Linked DNA regions of Anas platyrhynchos: region 1 is linked to region 2. The links are chromatin contacts, called in public Hi-C maps. All regions are on one chromosome and are shown on one strand. Each heading gives the region's core, a stretch centred on a gene start, on an enhancer-like site or on the middle of the called end of the contact. The rest is flanking DNA. Distances are from core to core; before and after follow the strand shown. Region 1 overlaps TSPOAP1 (TSPO associated protein 1). Region 2 holds the start of RNF43 (ring finger protein 43).

Region 1 (3,109 bases), core at 8-2,507, 98 kb before region 2:
TTCCTTTTCCTTTCTATTGATTCTGTTTGCTCTTAATCCCCTTTTATTTGTTATCTGTCCATTTCGATAAGCTGCTGCTTGCCGATGGCTTGTTCTCTCAAGGTCGTACCCAGATGTGTTGTGCTGTCTTTTCACATCAGCAAAAATGTCAGGTCACCTGATCCTTTCACTTATTTTCTTCACTATCCCTGTGAGATCCCACCACATGCACTTGCTGCTTTCACTGTTTTATTTGCTTATCTTCATTTGGAAGACCAAGGCTGATTTTTGAGAGTAAGATTTGATGAGAGCTTATATGACAGTGCTTTGCTAAAATCCACATGAATGCTAATGGGTGACCCCCTGAGCCTGCAGGGCATACTGGATGTATGCTTTTAGTGTAGGAAAATTATCTAAAATCTGTTTTGAATTTGGTGATGTAAATCTGAAATGTTGAGTGATCAAATTTTCAAGGGCATTTTGAAGAGAAAAAATCAACCTGAACTGTATATTTCTCAGACTCTTTTACACCTTCTAATCCTTTTCAAACAGCAGTGGTGACACATGAAATATGAAGCTGCTATGACATTTACATTAGGAAATGGGAAGCACCTTTGCCTAGGATGGCATTATGGCCATACACTTCCAAAGGTGCACAGACGATGTGTAATGCAAGGTCCTCTCCCTCTGCACATTGTAGTTCAGAGCCAGGGTTGCTGATGAACCCCATTCCCAGCAGGAACAAGGAGGTTGTTCCTGAAGCATATCCTGCTGCCTGTGTCTTGGCAGCAGTACCCATCGCACTGCCTAGCCAAGCCCTGATGCCACACAGGTCCAGGCTGTTGAAGCATGCTGAACATGCTGAGCAGGTGGCTGGACCACAGCAGTGGAAGGACCTGAACTTTTGGGGACCTCTATGGTCATGGTCTCAGATCAGGAACTGAAAGTTTATAGGGTTGGACCAATGCAGCCCTGCCAGCATTGTGGGGTACTCAAACCCAGGGTGGCTACATCCCCACGTTGCAGGGCTTTACAGGCAGGGATATGCTCTGGTGAGGGGGGGGGAGCATCTCCTCTTCTTATTTCCTGGCTGCCAACCATGGGCTAGGGGAGCCAAGGATGTGGAAGTTGGGCAGAATGGGGCAGCCCACACTGTGGCTTTGGGTGCCAGGGGTGCAGCTGGAGAGCTGGGTGCTGAGCTCCCGCAGGAGCAGGGGGCAGTGCTGTGCTGTCACCAGAGCAGGGTGAAGTGAATCAGTGTTTCTGCTTTTTCCCTTAAAGAGGAAACAAGAGTGACTTCCCCCTCCCCGCTGTCAGCTCACGGCTGTGTTGCTCTCTGCCAGCCCTAGCAGGCAGCTGCGGAAAAGCCTCTTGCGGTTTCCAGCAGGCAAATAACGCAGGACAAAGATGGCAGGGAGGGCAGCAGCAGGTCACGAGGAAGGGGTCCTGCTCGAGCCAACAGCAGGTGCAGTGCAAAGGCACCCAGGGCACACAAGGCACCCAGGCCCCCTTTTCTTTCCCCCATGCCCTCCCCAGCTGATCTCACGTACCAGCATTTCTTGGATCTGGTGGCCAACGGCAGCTCGCCCCAAACAGGGCTCCCTCCCCATGGAGAATCCCACACCCCACATTGGTGTTCCTTGAGCCAACCCAGTGCCTGACCAGGCTGCATCCTCCGCTCACCAGCAAGCTGTTTTCTTCCACGAGACTAGAGTAGCGGTGCTGCAGGTCCTCCAGTGCACTCAGGAGCTTCGTGTTCTGGCTCACAAGGAAGCTGTAGTCAGCCCCGCTCTGCAAAACAGCATGGGAGAGGCAAGGCAGGGCTTCACCTCCCCTGGACGAGGAGGCCATGGCTGCATGCTCTCCCTGGCCCCACAGCAAGCTCAGCCCAGCTTCACTGGGAGGCCAGCAGGGTCATGGTGCAGGCAGTGAAGCAGCAGACTGAGACTTGGAGGCTGATTTCAGGAGGAAGAGAGGGGCTGCATGTCCTTTGGGGACAGCAGGAACAATGGCCATAGCTGGGTACTTGCAGATGCTTTTCCAGGTTCAAGGAGATGTATGCCCTACTAGCAGTGTGGAAAGTCAGGGAGATTGCTATCAAGGGCACACTGAACTCTGGCACCCCTCTACAAATGGTTCCATCACCCAGTGCCTCCCCATGGACCGGTGGGACTGGTCACCCTGCAGAGAGTCTTGGGCTGCATCAGGGTCTCAACTTGCATCTGGGGAAAAAGCCCAAACCCTGACATTGTTTCCAGCTGCTTGCGTTTTGACATCATACCACCTAAACCAGCTCAGATAAACGCAAGCAAAGCCAGCAAGAGCACATGCCACAACACACCAGACACATGTGCTCCTCCCTACAGCTCAGGGACCAGGTATTGTGTGGTTCTTGGAGGCAAAGAGACCTCCTCACCCCCCTCCTCAAGCCAGCCACACAGTTTAGCCCAGGAACCTGCCTGGGAGCCAGGCCCTGGCTCTGCCCTCCTTGTGACAGCCTTGGCTCCGGAAGAAGGCAACATGCCGGATTTCTTTGCAAAATACTACCTTAATTTTGTCACATCAAAAGCAGCAGCAGCTCTGCTGGGAGCTGTATATATAGCTTGTGGTTACTGCTTCCTGCACAGAGCAGCTCGCCGCAGGCTTGCTGCCGAAGCAGGGTCCCAGAAAGTATTTTTATGTGTTAGCAAAGCTCAGAGCCAAGCTATTGCTTCACATCTGCCATATGGCAGCAGCAAGCCATGGACTTCGAGAAGACCTAGACAGATGTTCTCCCAGCAGCCAGACCAGTCTTACAGGACCCAGGAATTCTTTGCTAGTGCCAATAAACACTTCCCAGGCTTTCCTGGCAGCAAGTCATATAAGCAGCTCACAGCACAAGGATGTTGATAAGCTCTAGGAAGTCTGAGACTGGGTAAAACTCATCACACTTTTGAACAAGACTATTCTTGGCTTCTTGATCACTTCTATCAGAGAAAAAGCACAGGAGAACAGTGCCACAAAGTCCATTGTGCCAAAACCCCCGGCATAGCCGGGCACAGCAAGCAGCCTCTCCCAACCTTTCACCCCTGTATAGAAATGCATTGGCACATCAGGGAGGAAAAACATGACTGGAAGAGACTGAAAACCA
Region 2 (3,220 bases), core at 467-2,966:
CCATCATCGCTTCCCTTCCTTGGTGCCACGTGCTCAGAGGCTGCTCGGAGCTGAAAAGCATACTTTAAACCAGGAAAAAAAAAAAACAAAAAAAAAACAAAAAACAACCACTGAAGTTATGAGTCCCTCCTCTAGAAGACAGATCCAGAAAGATCAGTGAAAGAGAATGAGCAGGTCGCAAGGACAGGTTCAGTTCAGACACAGAGGAATCTCCCGCAGCATTAAGAACTCGTCAGGTCTGCAGAGAGGAGGCACACACAGGGAGGTTCCTCCATGGACGCAACGTCCTGGTGTCTCCTTCCCAAGACTAAGGAAGATTGCCAGGTTCAAAACATCCATCTCACATATGCTTGATAGACACATCTTCTTGCCAGCAAGGCATCTCTTCCACAATATATGCTCATGCTCTTAAAGTTGGATGTTGTCTACAGTTACTGGTATCCTTCTTAAAAATTATGCAGGAGGTATTTCTTGCATATTTGGTAAAAACAAAAGTTTGTTACTATATTGTTCCCTTCCAAATCAAATCAATCCCTTCCATCCTTCCTGTGCCAGAAATGCTTCATTCAGGCTTACATATCAGTTCTAGTTTTCTCCTAACAATCCAGGCTTGGTCTGACTTTCGGTGCAATTCCCAAGGATAATTATTGAAGTACGAAGCTTCTCTTCATAGTTTCAAGTTCCCAGGAGATTTTAAGAAGGCCCCAAAACATGCTAAAAGTTTAGACACGAAGCAAAGCAGGTATCAAGCAAAAAGTTACCGCATATCTTGTTTCCTTCACACTATGGGTTCTGGTATGATCACTTCCAAGAAGATCCCAACTAAAGGCCCCACAAATTAAAAAACAAAACAACAACATAAAATTCCATGGTCTTTCCCAAAGTCACATGAAACGTGTCGAGGAGTCTTCATAACTAGGAGAGTTTACACAGGGGTTGTGTGCAACTAAAAAGTTAGGGTGATCACTCCGCTGTGAAGAGAAGAAGTGATTAAAAAAAAAAAAATCTGCAAACCTGTTAGGCAGCACGCCTGCTGCAACCCGCAGGGGCTGGGACAGATGGAAATGCTTCTACAAATCCCAGAAAAAGTTACTTCCAGTAGCTTAAGGAAACCATGTGCGTCTGACGACGTTTGGTTCGGGTCTTCTTGCTCCTTTTTAGAAACGCAATCTGTCCTTAAAAGTAAGGAACGTTCGAAAAAGAAGTCACGGAAGACAAGCCGCCTCACGCACATGCAGCAGGCAGGTAGGTGCGAGTGGCGCTCCACAGCCCGACGGAGAATCCAGCGAGATCAAAGGGAGAAAATTACCGCAGACAGAAAGCTCCCGGGGCAGGCATGGCTGCAAGTGAAGTGTCCGCATGCAACCCGCAGCCTCGGGAAAGAAGCCGGCCCCCTGTCGGGAGCACTCCCGCGGAGTACCCGGGGCTCCCTCGCCGCGCAGCCCGTGCGGGCACCGGCTCTATGCGCGGCGCAGGGCGGCAGCCGAGGCACGGGCAGCGCGGCCGCGGCGGGCCCCGCGGGGCTGCTCGACCATGGCCGGGGGCGGCCGGATCCCGCGGCGGGCGCGGAGCCGCCTTCCTGCCGCAGCAGCGCCCGTGGGCGAGCGCCGGGCGCGGGAGGGCTGCGAGGCGGCCGCGGCTCCCGGCTCGCGGCTCCTACCTGCTGGCACAAAGTGAGGGTGGAGCAGCGCCGAGCGCCCGCCCCGGCCCCGGCCCCGCTCCCGGGCGCCCCCTCCCGCCCCGCCGGCCCGGCCCCGCCGGGCTCCCCGCGTTTCCCCCGGCCTTCCCCACGCTGCCGCCCATCGAGAGGCAGCAGTAGCCCTTTTCTGGCTGCTGCTTGCTGCGAGGCTTCAGGTCAGGCTGATGTCAGAGGTCTGGAATTCAACTGTTATTCTCCTCTGACATCACCGAGAGGTGAATAATGCTGCAGGTCAGACCTATAACCTCAAAGTAAGGTTGCAACTGGAAATTTGTGAACAGGCGCACGATGGAGTGGTGCTCAAGGAGGGCACTCAGAAACAAACGTGAAAACAATGCCCTGCCTGCAGAAGGCGTATGATCCAGGCAGGAGTTCGGAGAGTCACTTGTCGTTGTTCCCGGTGCTCAGGAAAAAGCACCTTCAAGAAAGTAGAGATTAATGAACATTTTTGTTGTTGTTACGTGTACAGCTAAACTAATCCCTGGAGTAACTCCTTGAAAGTAGAAGGTTACACAAAGAAGAATTGCTCCACTTTTAAAAATAAGAGCGTGGTTGCAGGGGTAATGGTTGTATGGTGAAAAAAGCGGCAGGAGGAACTGCTGAAACATGAAGGACTTTTTCCAACGATGATAATACATCATTTGTAAATCAAAAGAAAGAAAATATAGGTGCAATATTTCAGTTTGAAAGTTTAATTTATTGCAGATTGGTGCAACCATGCTGTCTGAGCAGGATGATAAAAGAACATCCACAAGGTAAACAAAATTGCATTGAGTTCCCATTAACAAGAATATAGTTAAAAACAAGGTCTTACTACAGATGTTACTTTTTATTATTTACTGACTGAACTAGATCCACATTAAGGTGCTGAAGCGCTAGACCTTCAGTCTAGAGGGCCACCTGAGACTCCTGAGGCCTTGTGCAGCAATATACTAATTTCCTAAGCTAGCGAGTGCCCTTTCTCCTGGGCTCTCTCCCTACGTCAGGGTGAGCTGATTAAGAATGAAGAGAGCTTACATCCATGTGTGTTCTGAAAGCGATGTACATCAGGAGAGCCAGCTCCAAAGCCTTTCTGAATCAGCATATTAAAAAATTGTAATATGAAAGTTTTCGTAATTTGCCTTTAAAACAACAGAGCATTATCTAAGGCCCTGAGATTCCCCTATCTTAAATCTCCAAAAGTGTCAAATCTTTTGGTTGGCAAGCAGGAATAAGAAAGGTAAACTGTTCCCTTTGTAGTGTATGTGAATTAAAGAGGTAGCAGCTCCAGTTTGATAAGCCAAAATCCTTTTAAGTGCATCTCCTTACCCCTTGGTCTGTGAGGGCTAGTCTGCTGCTGTCAAACCCCATTACTATTGATGGCACCAGCTCCTACAGGACACAGACCATCCACAATTTCCACAGCATATTATGCAACAGTCTCGAGCCATGTCAGCTATAGGGCATGAAAGCAAATTTAGGTGATGAGCTCCAGCAATGTTATTGAAAAACTTTTCCTTTTAACTACCCAAATACTCTCAT

What was found. A called contact is a pair of places that touch in the nucleus more often than the background predicts.
Region 1: a Hi-C map of liver shows a contact between it and region 2, with 2.5 times the contacts expected there. The contact joins the enhancer-like site here to the promoter of RNF43 in region 2. A contact is called at or near these places in 2 of 8 Hi-C or Micro-C datasets (liver and subcutaneous adipose tissue).

What each region holds. Positions count from the first base shown.
Region 1 is chr20:11,150,254-11,153,362 of IASCAAS_PekinDuck_T2T, reverse strand. It overlaps TSPOAP1 (TSPO associated protein 1), which reads right to left. Exons shown (of 29, transcript XM_038165667.2): 2 at 1,663-1,770. Among named protein-coding and RNA genes, the nearest start is that of TSPOAP1, 13 kb to the right of the region's middle. Within about 2 kb of position 1,257, at least 1 of the 8 cell types and tissues checked has an H3K27ac peak or open chromatin away from gene starts, as enhancers often do.
Region 2 is chr20:11,052,384-11,055,603 of IASCAAS_PekinDuck_T2T, reverse strand. It overlaps RNF43 (ring finger protein 43), which reads right to left and starts at 1,716. Exons shown (of 9, transcript XM_005015864.6): 1 at 1-1,716. HSF5 (heat shock transcription factor 5) reads right to left here. Exons shown (of 5, transcript XM_072026140.1): 5 at 2,382-3,220.